Linked DNA regions of Mus musculus: regions 2 and 3 are each linked to region 1. A link is a contact called in public HiChIP or PLAC-seq and promoter capture Hi-C data. All regions are on one chromosome and are shown on one strand. Each heading gives the region's core, a stretch centred on a gene start, on an enhancer-like site or on the middle of the called end of the contact. The rest is flanking DNA. Distances are from core to core; before and after follow the strand shown.

The links. HiChIP or PLAC-seq counts read pairs in DNA pulled down with a chosen protein or histone mark. Capture Hi-C pulls out chosen DNA fragments and counts their contacts.
Region 2: a contact with region 1 is called in an H3K4me3 HiChIP or PLAC-seq map of bone marrow-derived macrophages, with 2.1 times the contacts expected there. The contact joins the enhancer-like site here to the promoter of Camta2 in region 1. A contact is called at or near these places in 8 of 39 promoter capture datasets (the C10 cell line, cranial neural crest, embryonic stem cells and 4 more), 3 of 115 datasets of contacts at active chromatin or transcription factors (bone marrow-derived macrophages, embryonic stem cells and microglia) and 3 of 9 other capture datasets (adipose tissue, liver and macrophages).
Region 3: a contact with region 1 is called in a promoter capture Hi-C map of liver. The contact joins the promoter of Zmynd15 here to the promoter of Camta2 in region 1. A contact is called at or near these places in 10 of 39 promoter capture datasets (the C10 cell line, the HPC-7 cell line, cranial neural crest and 7 more), 4 of 484 Hi-C or Micro-C datasets (B cells, embryonic stem cells and muscle stem cells), 12 of 115 datasets of contacts at active chromatin or transcription factors (the SCID.adh cell line, SST interneurons, bone marrow-derived macrophages and 6 more) and 4 of 9 other capture datasets (adipose tissue, liver, macrophages and 1 more).

What each region holds. Positions count from the first base shown.
Region 1 is chr11:70,686,009-70,690,258 of GRCm38.p6, reverse strand. Camta2 (calmodulin binding transcription activator 2) reads left to right here and starts at 2,154. Exons shown (of 23, transcript NM_001190376.1): 1 at 2,154-2,373; 2 at 3,818-3,912; 3 at 4,093-4,196. The coding sequence starts at 3,882. It overlaps Inca1 (inhibitor of CDK, cyclin A1 interacting protein 1), which reads left to right. Exons shown (of 7, transcript NM_001252484.1): 4 at 37-76; 5 at 320-513; 6 at 1,115-1,274; 7 at 1,510-1,898. The coding sequence ends at 1,653.
Region 2 is chr11:70,494,842-70,499,213 of GRCm38.p6, reverse strand. No RefSeq gene overlaps it. Among named protein-coding and RNA genes, the nearest start is that of Tm4sf5, 8.2 kb to the left of the region's middle. Within about 2 kb of position 1,348, at least 11 of the 459 cell types and tissues checked have an H3K27ac peak or open chromatin away from gene starts, as enhancers often do. A contact at or near this core is called in bone marrow-derived macrophages, where this site is marked.
Region 3 is chr11:70,458,106-70,462,024 of GRCm38.p6, reverse strand. It overlaps Zmynd15 (zinc finger, MYND-type containing 15), which reads right to left and starts at 2,592. Exons shown (of 14, transcript NM_001029929.3): 1 at 1,945-2,592; 2 at 885-1,473; 3 at 4-241. The coding sequence starts at 1,455. It overlaps Cxcl16 (chemokine (C-X-C motif) ligand 16), which reads left to right and starts at 2,041. Exons shown (of 5, transcript NM_023158.7): 1 at 2,041-2,647; 2 at 2,858-2,996; 3 at 3,198-3,280. The coding sequence starts at 2,578.

The sequences.
Region 1 (4,250 bases), core at 905-3,404:
CTTTCTGACTCCAGCTCCTGTTTTTGTTCTTCTCAGCTCCAATTGGATGGTAGAACAGTACATTCCACCAATTCTGGTAGGACAAACTGCTTCTCAGCCTTCTGTTAAAATTATACCCACTGCCTTCCTATCCTTATTACCATTTCTCTCTGGTATTTCCCAACCAGTATACTAACCAGGCCCTGTTTTTATTGTAAATCAAGTATCCTGTTTTCTAGATCATACCTAAGCTTCCAAAAAACCCCAGATTCTCCAGCCCAAGTTTCCCTGAAACTGACATCTATCTATATTTAGCAACTATTCTTCCTTCTTGACACAGAGGGCCACTGATTGCTCCCGGCCTAGCCTGCACCCTCTTGAGGGGCTCCCTCCTCCTGAGAAGCTTTGGAGAAGAAAGAGAAAGAAGCTGCATTTGGAAAGAATGCAGAAGGGACCTGGAAGCATTCCAGCCCGAGTTAGAGCAGTTACTTATCATCTGGAGGACCTGAGAAGGCGCCAGGGAATCATCAATGAGTAAGGAGGCGTGGCATGGGCCTCTGCAAGCCAAGCAGGGATTAGAGAGAGGCAGCATAGTTAAGAGCTTTAAGAGAATTCATTGGCACTTACAAAGGAACCATGTCCTTGGTGTAACTGAAATATAATTTCTTTATTTTTTTGCATTTAATTATGTATATACTTATATAGTGCATGCCACAACATGTGTGTGGAGGTCAGAGGACAATTTATGGGAACTGGCTCTCTCCTTCCATCATTTGGGTCCTGACTTAGGTCATCAGGCTTGGTGGCCAATACCTTTACCTGCTAAGTCACCTTGCTGACTCTCAAACATGATTTCTATAGTATGGAAAGAAGCAATTGAGGGATGGAAGTCATATAAGCTGGAAGGCGTGACATGGCCCATGATTACAAGAAAGCACATCGTTAATTGGGGGTCACTGTTTGGCCCCTGGATCAAAAATTCTTGTCTGTGAAGAACAAAAAGTTGGGGTGAATTGAAGGTCAGTGGTAGCACCTGTGATTCTCAGCAAGAAGTGCTTCAGGCCAGGGGTGAGGGATGAAGAGACTGGAAGACTGACCTCCAGGCACTAGTCTCCTCCATCTAATGTCTCCACAGACTGAAGAGGGCCCAGTGGGGCAGCTCTGATGCTACACCTGAACTTCCAGCACTTGAAGAGGGCTTTGAACTCCTAAGCACTACAAAATACTTTGACGTGGAAGAAGAGAGGGCAACCTATCCACAGAAAGAGACTTATTCTGTCACTCCCAGAGATCAGGTAAAACTGGAGAGGAACACAGTAAGGTTAGGGAGGAAGTCAATTCATAATCAAATGGGGATGTGGCAGAAGCCAAGAGCCAGGTAGGATAGCTGGTTTAAGGACGAAAAGTGGTCAAGAAACTGAGCTTTTGAGGGTATGTGCCTGAATTTGGCAATTAAGAAATCTGGAGAGAGTCCTGTTTTTCCATTCTTGCTTTTCTTATCCCCTTGCTCTCAATTGCTCTCACCTACAGCTGCTTTGGACTCCCTGGACTCCTGTAGGCCAGCAGGGGACTTATGCCTCTGGGCAGCTAAGCTCTTTGACCTACAGCACTGCTACAGCCAGAAAGAACCCCGTTTACGATCCCCAGGCGATGGAGTTGGAGTCTGAGGAGTAGTGGGAAATCATCCAGGCCCAAGCTACGGGACCCAAGATCAATTCAAACATCAGGACTCCCTAGTGCTGGCTTCAGAGCGGATGTTTTCTATCTCTGTTGTCTCCATCCCATAGCGTAGGCATTCACAGCCCACTTGAGTTCCTATCTAACTGCCCAGTACACTCGCAGCCGGGTTTTTCTCTAGGCCAGAACCTGGTCTTGTGTTCTCTCTGTTCTGTTATTAAAGAGCACCAAATAGTCTTGTTTCTGTGCGAGGTAGTGATGGAAGGGGAATGAAAAGGCGGACTCCGTTGATTTTTTTGAGGATTCAGGACAATGAAGTTAGGCTAGGTCCCTAAATTTGCCGAGTCTCGCCCGAGGCCAGAAGAATTCTGCATTCTCAAGCACTCTCCTTTGCCTCCAGGGCTCTGGCCCTGGACCTCTGCCCACGCCCCATCCTCCTGCGCCCACAAGTCACGTCAATCGGCCGAGCTTCCGCCTCCGGATCCCGGTTCTCCTCAGCGCTATTGCCTCTTTAGGGACGGTCCAGCAGCGCGTCTCGTAGACTGGCCCAGAGTCCCAAGTGTGCTGACCCCAGGTTCCCTTCCCGACCCCCGTTCCCTTAATTGGGAGGCCCCGCCCCGTGCGCACTGACGTCGAACGCCGCTGTCAGCCGGCGCTAGGGGGGGTCGGTTTGGGGTAGAATGGCCGCTGCCGCCGTCACCCGCGGGACCCCGGGAGGTAAGAGCCAGGGCCTCTAGCCCGCCTCTCCGCCCCCGCGCCAGGGGGCGCAGCTCCACGCGGCCCGGGTGTGGAGCGCGGCGCTGGGGACCACCGTCCCTCCACCCCGTTTGCCCCCACCTCACCGCTTCCGTCCTCTTTCCCCGCGCCAGGGGGCGCCGCTAGGCGCAGGGCCCCTTCACGGATCAGAGAGTGCGGGGAGAGTCCCCAGACCCCCTCCCCGGTCTCCCGCACTGCCCCTTGCTGCCAGGTGTTCATGAACTCTGCTCAGCTGCTTCTCCAGAACATCCGGGTTTGCGGGCGGGACCCCCTCCCACCTCCGGGGTTCTCCCAGGACCCCTGCCCCCTTTGGGGAGAGCATCCCACCCCCGGCGACAGTCTTAGACCACCGCTCTCAGGCCCGCAGTCTCATCCGGCTCCAGCTCTGCACCCTGGCAAACTGCCTAGCCAGAGCTGCGCACCTGCACCCTGGGGTGGACTTTTTATCCCAACCCTAGCCTCTCTGCACACCTCCGATCCGATCCTGAATGGGCTTCCACCCCCTCTCCATCCCCGGACACCTGGCAGAACCCGCGCAGAGAGCCTCCTCCAGCTCCCATCTGTTCCTCAAGAGGGCGGAGGCTCAGGCTGGAGCCAGAGCAGTAGAGGGGATATGGTAGGCTGGGAGCCAGAGAAGAAGCAGAGGTTGGGGAAATAGGAGTGTTAGGGTGAAGTAGAATTCTAGCTGCAAAGAGGAAGCCGGCATGTCCCACCCGGAAGCTTACTCCAACATGTCTATTCCAAATTCTCCCAGCCCCTGACCAACCTGAGAGAGAGCACATGAGGTCAGTTATCAGCTCTACCCTTCCTCTTAGAAAAAGTCAGAGAGAGAAGGAAATTGGGGTGTGTCTTCAAAGGCCCAGCTTGTTACCGGACTTGGACTTAGATCTGCTTTCCTTCAGCATCCAGGTTTTCTTGCCAAGCCATCCTCCTCCTAGGACCAGAGCCCCAGCTCTCACAACTTGCCTACCCTTCCCTCTAGCCTTGCTCTCCCTTCCTAAACGTACCCTGAGTTCTTTTTTCTGTTTGATTTTTCCGTGGAGAAATAGATCTACTAACTGACCTCACCTACTCTCTCTCAGGTCGGTCAGGGCCTGTGAGAATCTAGGTTAGACATGCAGGATCCAGCTTCCTGCCCTAGGGAATGCTCCAGCACTGTGAGCATCCCCCACTCATCCCTTTCTTCTGAGCACCCTGTTCTGTCTTGTCTCCCCACTCATGTTGGTTCCTGGTACTATGTTCTTTCATCTCTGTTCTCTGGTTCTGCTGTCACATTCTAGTTCCACATTTTCTTCATCTTTCCCAGATGTCAGCACTGAGTTCTAAACCCCTTTTATCACACCAAGCTCCTCATCTTGGGTTAATGTGGGGGCTTCTTCCATGACCTTATTCTCTCCTTTTCCAGCACAGACTCCCCCTCCCCCCGGCCCCTCAGGCCGGGGGTGACCTGGCCCCCTGGAACCTTCACCATGAATACCAAGGACACCACTGAGGTTGCTGGTAAGTTCACAAAATGGGTTCTCAGTTTGGACACAGCCTTTTTTTGCTACTCTCTGGCCCTCTGAGTCTTTGCTCCCCTTGTCTCTTGTCCTGGTTACAGTTTCCCCAGGGTTCTGGATTATATTTGGCTCTCTTCCTCTGTTTTGCCTCTAACAAGGCTCTTCCTCCGGTCCCCTCTAGAGAATAGCCACCACCTGAAGATCTTCCTCCCCAAGAAATTGCTGGAGTGTCTTCCTCGATGCCCACTGTTGCCTCCAGAGCGGCTCCGATGGAATACAAATGAGGTTTTCTAGGGAGCTTGGGGGATTGGGACCCAGCAAACCCTGGTGGAATGGAGG
Region 2 (4,372 bases), core at 99-2,598, 190 kb after region 1:
GGAACAAGGGGGGAGAGGCAAATTTGAGAAAACTCTCAGGTTTAGATACAACAAAGACACAACAAAACAAAGAAGTGTCTCAGCTCCCAGAAAGGTTGAAGAGCTGTAGTTTGTGAGCCTGGATACAGTGCTTGCCTGGCACACTGGAGGCCTGGGCTTATTCTATAGCCGGGTTCTCACCCTTCTAGTGCTGCAACCCTTCAATACAGTTCCCCATGTTATGGTGACTCCCCCCACCCCCACACCCCCCTGTCACTAACCATAACATTATTCTATTGCTGATTCCTAATGGTAATTTTGCTACTCTTACTAATGGTAATGTAAATATCTGTGTTTTCCCATGGTCTTAGGCATCCCACGTGAAAGGGTAGTTTGACCCCCCAGGTTGAGAATGGCTGTTCTACAGTATCACAAAGGCCGAGGACAAACAAGCCAATCCAGGATGTCATCTTCCTGAGGAGAGAACGTGGTGGCGCTCAAGCCTACTTGGGTTGTTAGCAGGTTGAAAGGTTTACAGGATCACAGGAAAGACTCATCTGAAGAAATATTTCAGCTAAAAGCCGCGTGTGACCAAGCGTGGTGGCCCAGGCAAGTTTAGCACTTAAAAACCAGAGACAGCTCATGGGATGACCTAGGCTCTCTGGATATACGTTAGAGCTGTGTAGTTTGGTCTTGTGGGACTCCTAACAGCAGGAACAGGGGCTGTCTCTGACTCCGTTGCCTGCCTTTGGGATCCTTTCCTCCTACTGGGCTGCCTTGTGTAGCATTAATAGGAGAGGAGATGCCTGCAACTTGACATTCCGAGCGCTGGTGCATTTCCATGGTTTTACTAAAGCAAAACAGAGAAGGAGTGTATGGGTGTGTGGAGGGGAGGTGCAGGGAAGGGACTGGGAGGAGAGAAGGGAGGGAAAACTGCAGTTGGGATGTAAAAATAAATAAATTAATATATTTTAAAGGCAGATTAGATGCAAGTTTCATGGCCAGCATGGTCTGCATAGCAAATTCTAGGTCAGTCTGGGTAACACAGAGACATTGTCTCAAAAACAAAACAAAAAAACCCAAACAAACCCCAAAACAAAAACAGAACAAGTAAAGGAAGTTGGACCTATGCAAAATTAAAAAGGACACTAGAGGCCTGGGAGTGTGTCTTAGTGACAGAAAGCTTGTCTACCAGGCATAAGGTCCTAGATATGAAATGACTTGGGACAAAGGGACGGGGTGAAAGCTACAACAGCAAAGAGTCATGACTCAGTTATTGTGTGCGCGCTCAAGCTTACCACTGTCTGGAGTCCTGTGACCACGAGAAAGACCGGAACTCGTTTCCGAGAATGCTTAGGTTTGGGAACACCACGGAGTCTCCTCCATTTGTGGGAAACGATCTTAACTCAGCAAGCGATGAAATGAAGTCAACCCTCCAAATAGGGAAGTTTAGTCATAAGCCTAAATCATTTTTGTAAACAAGGTTTCTCACTCAAAAATTACTTGGAAGAGAAAATATAAAGCTTAAGTACTAAAATGTTGTTGTATTTTAAAGATGTATTTATTTATTTTATGTATGTGAGTACACTGTAGCTGTACAGATGGTTGTGAGCCTTCATGTGGTTGTTGGGAATTGAATTTTTAAGACCTCTGTCCTGCTCACTCTGGTCATCTCTGCTCACTCCGGCCCAAAGATTTATTTATTATTATATGTAAGTACATGGTAGCTGGCTTCAGATGCACCAAAAGAGGGCGTCAGATCTCATTACGGGTGGTTGTGAGCCACCATGTGGTTGCTGGGATTTGAACTCAGGACCTTTGGAAGAGCAGTCAGTGCTCTTACCCGCTGAACCATTTCGCCAGTCCCTAAAATGTTGTTAATGGAAGCAAGATAGGAATAATTTATTAATCATTTATTATCTGCTACATACTGAGTCCTTTAAATAATAATAATAATAATAATAATAATAATAATAGCAACAATAACAATAAAGCTGAAATCTTAGCCAGAGGCGATTATAACTACTGAGGCATCTCTTCAGACCTAAAAGAAATTTCTTATGCCCAGTTTGGGGCCTTTAACCATAATCCCAGCACTTTGAAGGCAGAAGCAAAAAGATTGTTAAGAGTTTGAGACTATATAATTAGTTATAGGTTATTCATTGAAAGGCTCTCTTTTAAAAACTAATTTTTGTGTGGTTCATCAGTAAATATTTATCTATATACCTATACAGTGGCAGTGCACACCTCTAACCCCAGCACTCGGGAGGCAGAGGCAGTCAGATCTCTGAGTTTGAGGACCGCCTGGTCTAGAGAGATAGTTTCAAGACAGCCAGGGCGGTTACACAGAGAAACCCTGTCTCAAAACCAAAGTGATACATAAGTAAAGTGTAGTGAGCATAGATTAATTAGGAGGAGGAGTAATTAAGGAGTCCCAAGAGTAAGAGGGTCTCCAAGACAGGGACACTGGGCCGAGAGATGGTTCAGTGAGCCACACACCCTGAGAAATTCTTTTTTTTTTTTAAAGATTTTATTTATTTTATGTACATGAATACATTGTTGCTGTCTTCAGACACCAGAAGAGGGCATCTGTTTCCATTACAGGTGGTTGTGAGCCACCATGTGGTTGCTGGGAATTGAACTCAGGACCTCTGGAAGAGCAGTCAGTGCTTTAAATCGTTGAGCCACCTCCCCAGCCCGAGAAATTCTATCTTTAAACAACAATAACAACAGCAATAAATAAAATAAAAATAGGCAAAAGGCCACCTGGAACTCAGTCTATAGACCAGACTGGCCTTGAACTCATGGATACCTGCCTGTCACCTGCTGGGATTAGAGGCAGGAGCCACCATGCCTGGCTGGTGGTCATCAGTGTCTTAACAAAATCAAACACACTATTTCTAAATGAGTCAGCAACGGCATTTGGTATTTATAACCTAAATGTTTTGAAAACTATACAAAAACCCGGACATGTCCTGATAGAGCAGCTCCACTCGCATTGATGGAACTTTGAATCAACTGAATGGTTCTTCAGTGGGAATATTAGTTACAAATTGGGTCATTGCAACCAGATAACCCAACAGGAGCAACTTTACAGCAGAAAGTTCAGAATCTCAGGCCATCCTGGTGCAGAGGGCTGAGTGGAGCTGGGGAGGAGGGGCAAAGGACCATGCGGTGACATCCATTCCATGGCAGTGAACCATGAACAGAAGAGGCCAGAACCAGGTAGAGCTTACTTCTCCCAGCTAGACTCCCTGTGGCAGCTAATCTTTGTTGTCAACCTGAACACATCTGGGATCAACTAAAACCCAAATGCTGCGCACGCCTGTGAGAACTTTTTTAAAGTATATTATGTAAAGCAGGAATACATTCCCTAAAGCTGGACCACACCCTCTGATGACAAGCCGCAGAAGAGGACATGCAAGAAGGAAACTTGCTTTTTGCCTCCTTGCCCTCACTTTCCGTAGCAAGTTCGTCTATCCTGTCGCTGCAGCTGGTATTACACCAAATTCCTTTAGGACTCCAATGCACAGTGAAGACCAGCAGAGCTCCAAGAGTCCTCCAGGCCTTCAGCACCACACTGGGGCTGCCAAGACAGCTAGCTTCCCTTGTAGCCTGTGCAGCCACCAGATGCCTTTCTGTGGTAAGACAGCCATTGTTGGAACACCTGGTCACATTCTGTAAGCCAGCCTGACAAATCCCCTTTGTGTGTGTGTGTGTCTTTATAATTAATATACACACATATATAAATATATATTTATCCTATCAATTCTGTTCCCTTAGAAAATCCTGACTAGGAGGCTGGAGAGATGGTTCAGAGGTCAAGAGCCCTGGGTGTTCTTCCAGAGGTCCTAAGTTTAATTCCCAGCAACCACATGGTGGCTCACAACCATCTATAATATGAACTAATGCCCTCTTTTGGCATGCAGGTGTACAGAGCACTCATATATTGAATTAAAAAAATAAACAAACAAATAAATAAATCCAAGGGGCAGGGGAGAAACTAGTCAGAAAACCCTGACTGGTAATACACCCACATTCCGAAGGTTTCACATCCTCACAAAATAAGTGTCACCAGTGGGAGACCAAGTGTTTAAGCACGTGAGCCCGTGGGGACCTTTCAGAGTCAAACCATAATGTTTTGCCATCTCATAAAGCAAAATGTATTCAGTCCACCTTTGAAAATCCCCATAGTTCTGTTCCTGTTCCAACGTTGTTCTTAAGTGAATTGATGCACTGTGGCTCTGCTCTCGGAAAACATATCTGAGTGCTAAAATCAACAAGCGGTCCAGGCCATGGGGACACCTGCAGAGAACTTAGATTTACATTACTGAGTGAGAGAGCTCAATCTGAAATGCTGTAGGAGTTCATTCCAAACCCACAAAATGATGGA
Region 3 (3,919 bases), core at 1,343-3,842, 230 kb after region 1:
TACCGATGGAGATGGGCGTCTCCTACGGTAAGCTGTCGGGGCTTGCGGGGGTCCCCAGAGCCCATAGGGCAGGCCATGCTATGACAGAGGAGAGCATAGGCCCGAGGAGCCAGATTCTCAGTGCCTGGGTTCTGGCCTACACTCCCCTGGGCTCCATCCATTAGCAGATCAATGCCCAAGATGGTGCCATGCTCGTCCGTCACCAGCAAAAGGCAGGAAAGGTGCAGGGGGGCAGCCTCTGCTGAAAGATGGAAGATTTGGGGGAGAGAGCAGGGGCCAGAGAGTCACAGTCAAATACAGCAAATTTAGGTGCCTAAAGAGGGCAGGTAAGTGACCTCAATGAGTAGAAGGGACAAGATAAAAGAGGCATTCCCTATGGAATGTGGGCAGCTGCTATGCAGGGCCAGAATGTAAGAAATATAGGAACCTTATCAAAACCTGACCTTTTCTTTAGACTTATTTTTATTTTACCTGTTTGGGTATTTTCTCCACCTGTACGCCTGTATGCCTCATGCATGTAGTGCCTGTAGAGGCCAGAAGAGGGTGTTGGATCCCCTTGGGAATGGAGTTACAGAAGGTGGTTAGCACCATGTGGGCGCCGGGAATTGAACCTGGATCCTCTGGAAGAGTTAGTGAGTGCTCTTAACCTGTGAGCCATCTCTCCAGCCCTAGCACCTGGATATTATCCTTAAGATGCAAGGCTTCTGGACTTTCATTCCTTACAAGTGCTTGGATGTTGATTCAAATTACAGAACAAAAACACACTGTGGTAGATGAAAACAACTTCTGGCATCAGATTTGCATGAAGGTTACCAGCTCATGCCTCCTCTTTGGGTCTTGAGTGACATGGTAGGACTCAGGGTGGGGCCGTCCTGGGCTCTTACCATTCTTCTGTCCTTTCCTCTTTTCAGGAGCCCTCTCATCCTCTGGTCGCTCCTCTCTGCTGCCTTCTTCTCGGCTTGCCTCCTGCTGGGTCACCTCTGACTCTGGAGCAGGCTTTGCTTCTTGGGGGAATCTCTTGCTTGGAGGGGCTGGCTCCCCACCCTCCTGTGGTTCCACCTTCTCCATGCCTGGCCTCTCTCCATGCTCCTCATCTTCCTCCTCCTCCTCCCCTTCTTCCCCATCCTCTAGGCTGACAAAACTGACATAAGGACTCAGGTCTCTCAGGTGAAGTGGAGGCTCATCTCCCAGGAGCCGGGAAGCCCCTAGGCCTGGCCCAGGACCTGGCTCGGCACCTTGCCCCAGGCTGATGCCCACACTGCGGTTTGGTAAGACATGGAGCACCCAAAGGGCAGGATCCTGAGGCAGCCTCCTTATCTGTGACTCCAGTTGACGCCATCGGCCCTCAAGGCTGGTCCCCATGGTCCCCCTCTCTGCCACAAACTTGCGGAACCAGCCAAAGAGAAGAGCAGCAAAATCGAGGAACTCGTCTCGGTATCCAGACACAAACTCCATGTCTTTAGATACTCAGGGCTTGGACCCAGACCGAGCAGAAAGGGATATGTGATAATCGTGAGGATCAGGGTAGTGGTGAGGCTTTGGGCTGGGTCGCAAAAGGGAGAAGGGTGTGGGTTTGAGGTAAGATTTACAGAGGAATATTTGGAGCCGAGACTAGGATTTGCAGGGATGAGAATGGAGGAAGGCTAGATTGGAAAGTGGATGTTTAGGGTTAAAGGGGGAGTACTCAGGAATGAAATTGTACCTGGGGCACAAAACTCAATGATTCAAATCCTAAAGTGAGATTTGAATTAAGGGAAGACACGAGGTAAGGCTAATCCTATGGAGATAGGCTTGCTTAGAAGAGGAAATTTGGGGGTCTGTTGGTCTGAGTAAGTACTGAGGCATCTCTTGGGTCTGGATCAGTTTGGTGCGAACCCCACCCCCTTTCCGGCCGCTCCTCTCCTCCGGTACCTACAGCCGCCACCACTTTTCGAAGGTAAATACCTCGTGCTGGAGGACCGTCGTGACGTCAGGCAGTATCAGGCCAGGGCGTGGGCATTCCTACAGGTCTGGTGACTTGTTTGACTGCTTCACCTTGGCCATGTGACTGGATCCTACTGAGACCCAGCGGTCCAGGGAAGTGAAAGCATCTTGGAGCCAGAGGAAGGATCTAGAGGGTCACCCACTTTACAAACCAGCAGACAGACAGATGACTTCTCAAGAGGGCTGAAATCCCCGAACCCAACCGAGTCATTCTTCGGGAACCACAGCTTGCTCACTCGGATTCCTCTGGTTCTACAGCCCAAATTTTCTTTCGGTTTTGTCGGATAGTCTTGGCTGACCCTACGGCTGGCCGGCCGGAGACTGGAGCTCCGCCTTCGGGGCAGGGGTGTGTGTGTCCCCCGACTGGGAGCTGGGCGCAAAGCGGGCTCCCCGGTACCGACCAGACGGTCGGTTCCGGACAGCGCGCGCCGGGGGACAGAAGGCGCCACCACCTCGCGCCCCCTCCCCTCCTGAGCTTGGCACGGATCAGCGCCTTCGCAAAACATCAGTCAGGGTGAAGAAGAGAAAGCTTTAGAGAATTGGCTGGATGTCGGCTAGGTGACCTCGTCCCAACAAGCTCCGCAGAAGCCGGAGATGAGGCGGGGCTTTGGACCCTTGTCTCTTGCGTTCTTCCTTTTCTTGTTGGCGCTGCTGACCCTGCCAGGTTAGTCGGGGGTGGGGGTGGGGGTGGGACGCGGGACTGGGGCCCCTGAAGGAAACTGCGGAGGGGCACTAAGTCCATCCGCGGGATTAAGAACGCAGCCCAGAGCTATCCAGGGCTGCAGCGGTGACTAGGGAAAGTCTGTCTGAGATTAGACTGGGACAAGGGCAGATTCCTCAGTCTGAGAACCCAGGCTGATTCCTTTTCCATTAGGCGATGGCAACCAGGGCAGTGTCGCTGGAAGTTGTTCTTGTGATCGTACCATTTCTTCTGGCACCCAGATACCGCAGGGTACTTTGGATCACATCCGAAAATACCTGAAAGCATTTCATCGTTGTCCATTCTTTATCAGGTACTGTCTCTTTTCCCCCCAGGGCAGGTGTGGGACCATCGATCTGAACACCCAGTCCAAGTCCCGGAGCCTAATTCCTTTCTAGTTTTACTTATCTGGGGATTTCCAGCTGTAGTGGGGCTCACCTTCTTGTGACTTCACACCTTTGGAATGAGGAAAGGTAGGGAAGGGAAGGAGTGGACTACATTGATCCTTTTGCAGGTTCCAGTTGCAGTCCAAAAGCGTGTGTGGGGGAAGCCAAGACCAGTGGGTCCGTGAACTAGTGGACTGCTTTGAGCGCAAAGGTGAGAGCCTTTTCTGTCCTCCAGTGGGCCATCAGGGTGCAGGCTGCCACCTTACAATGCCCTTTGCCTCTGCCACATAGCACTTTCTTCGTTAGAACCTTTTAACTTTCACTGAAGTTCTGTCACTTCAGTCTGTGTTTTCCCAATATCATTTACTGTCATCTTCCTGGATTTGGCCAATTTGTTCTACCACAAATGCTATGACTTAATATTTTCTTTCTTTTTTTTTTTTTTAAAAGATTTGTTGATTTATTTATTATATGTAAGTACACTGTAGCTGTCCTCAGACACTCCAGAAGAGGGCACCAGATCTCATTACGGATGGTTGTGAGCCACCATGTGGTTGCCGGGAATTGAACTCAGGACCTTCGGAAGAGCAGTCAGTGCTCTTAACCGCTGAGCCATCTCTCCAGCCCCCGACTTAATATTTTCTTGAAGTCACTATTTTAATATAAACTATACTCAAGATTGGTCAAGCTAAGTGTGTACACTGCCCCTGAGTGAGCTCCCCGGGTTTTTTTTGACATTTTTAGACAGGGTCTGGTTAAGTTGACTGGGATGGTCTTGAACTTGCTATCTTCTTGTCTCAACCTCTCTAGTAGCTGGGATTATAGGACTCTGCAACAGGCTTGACTTTCA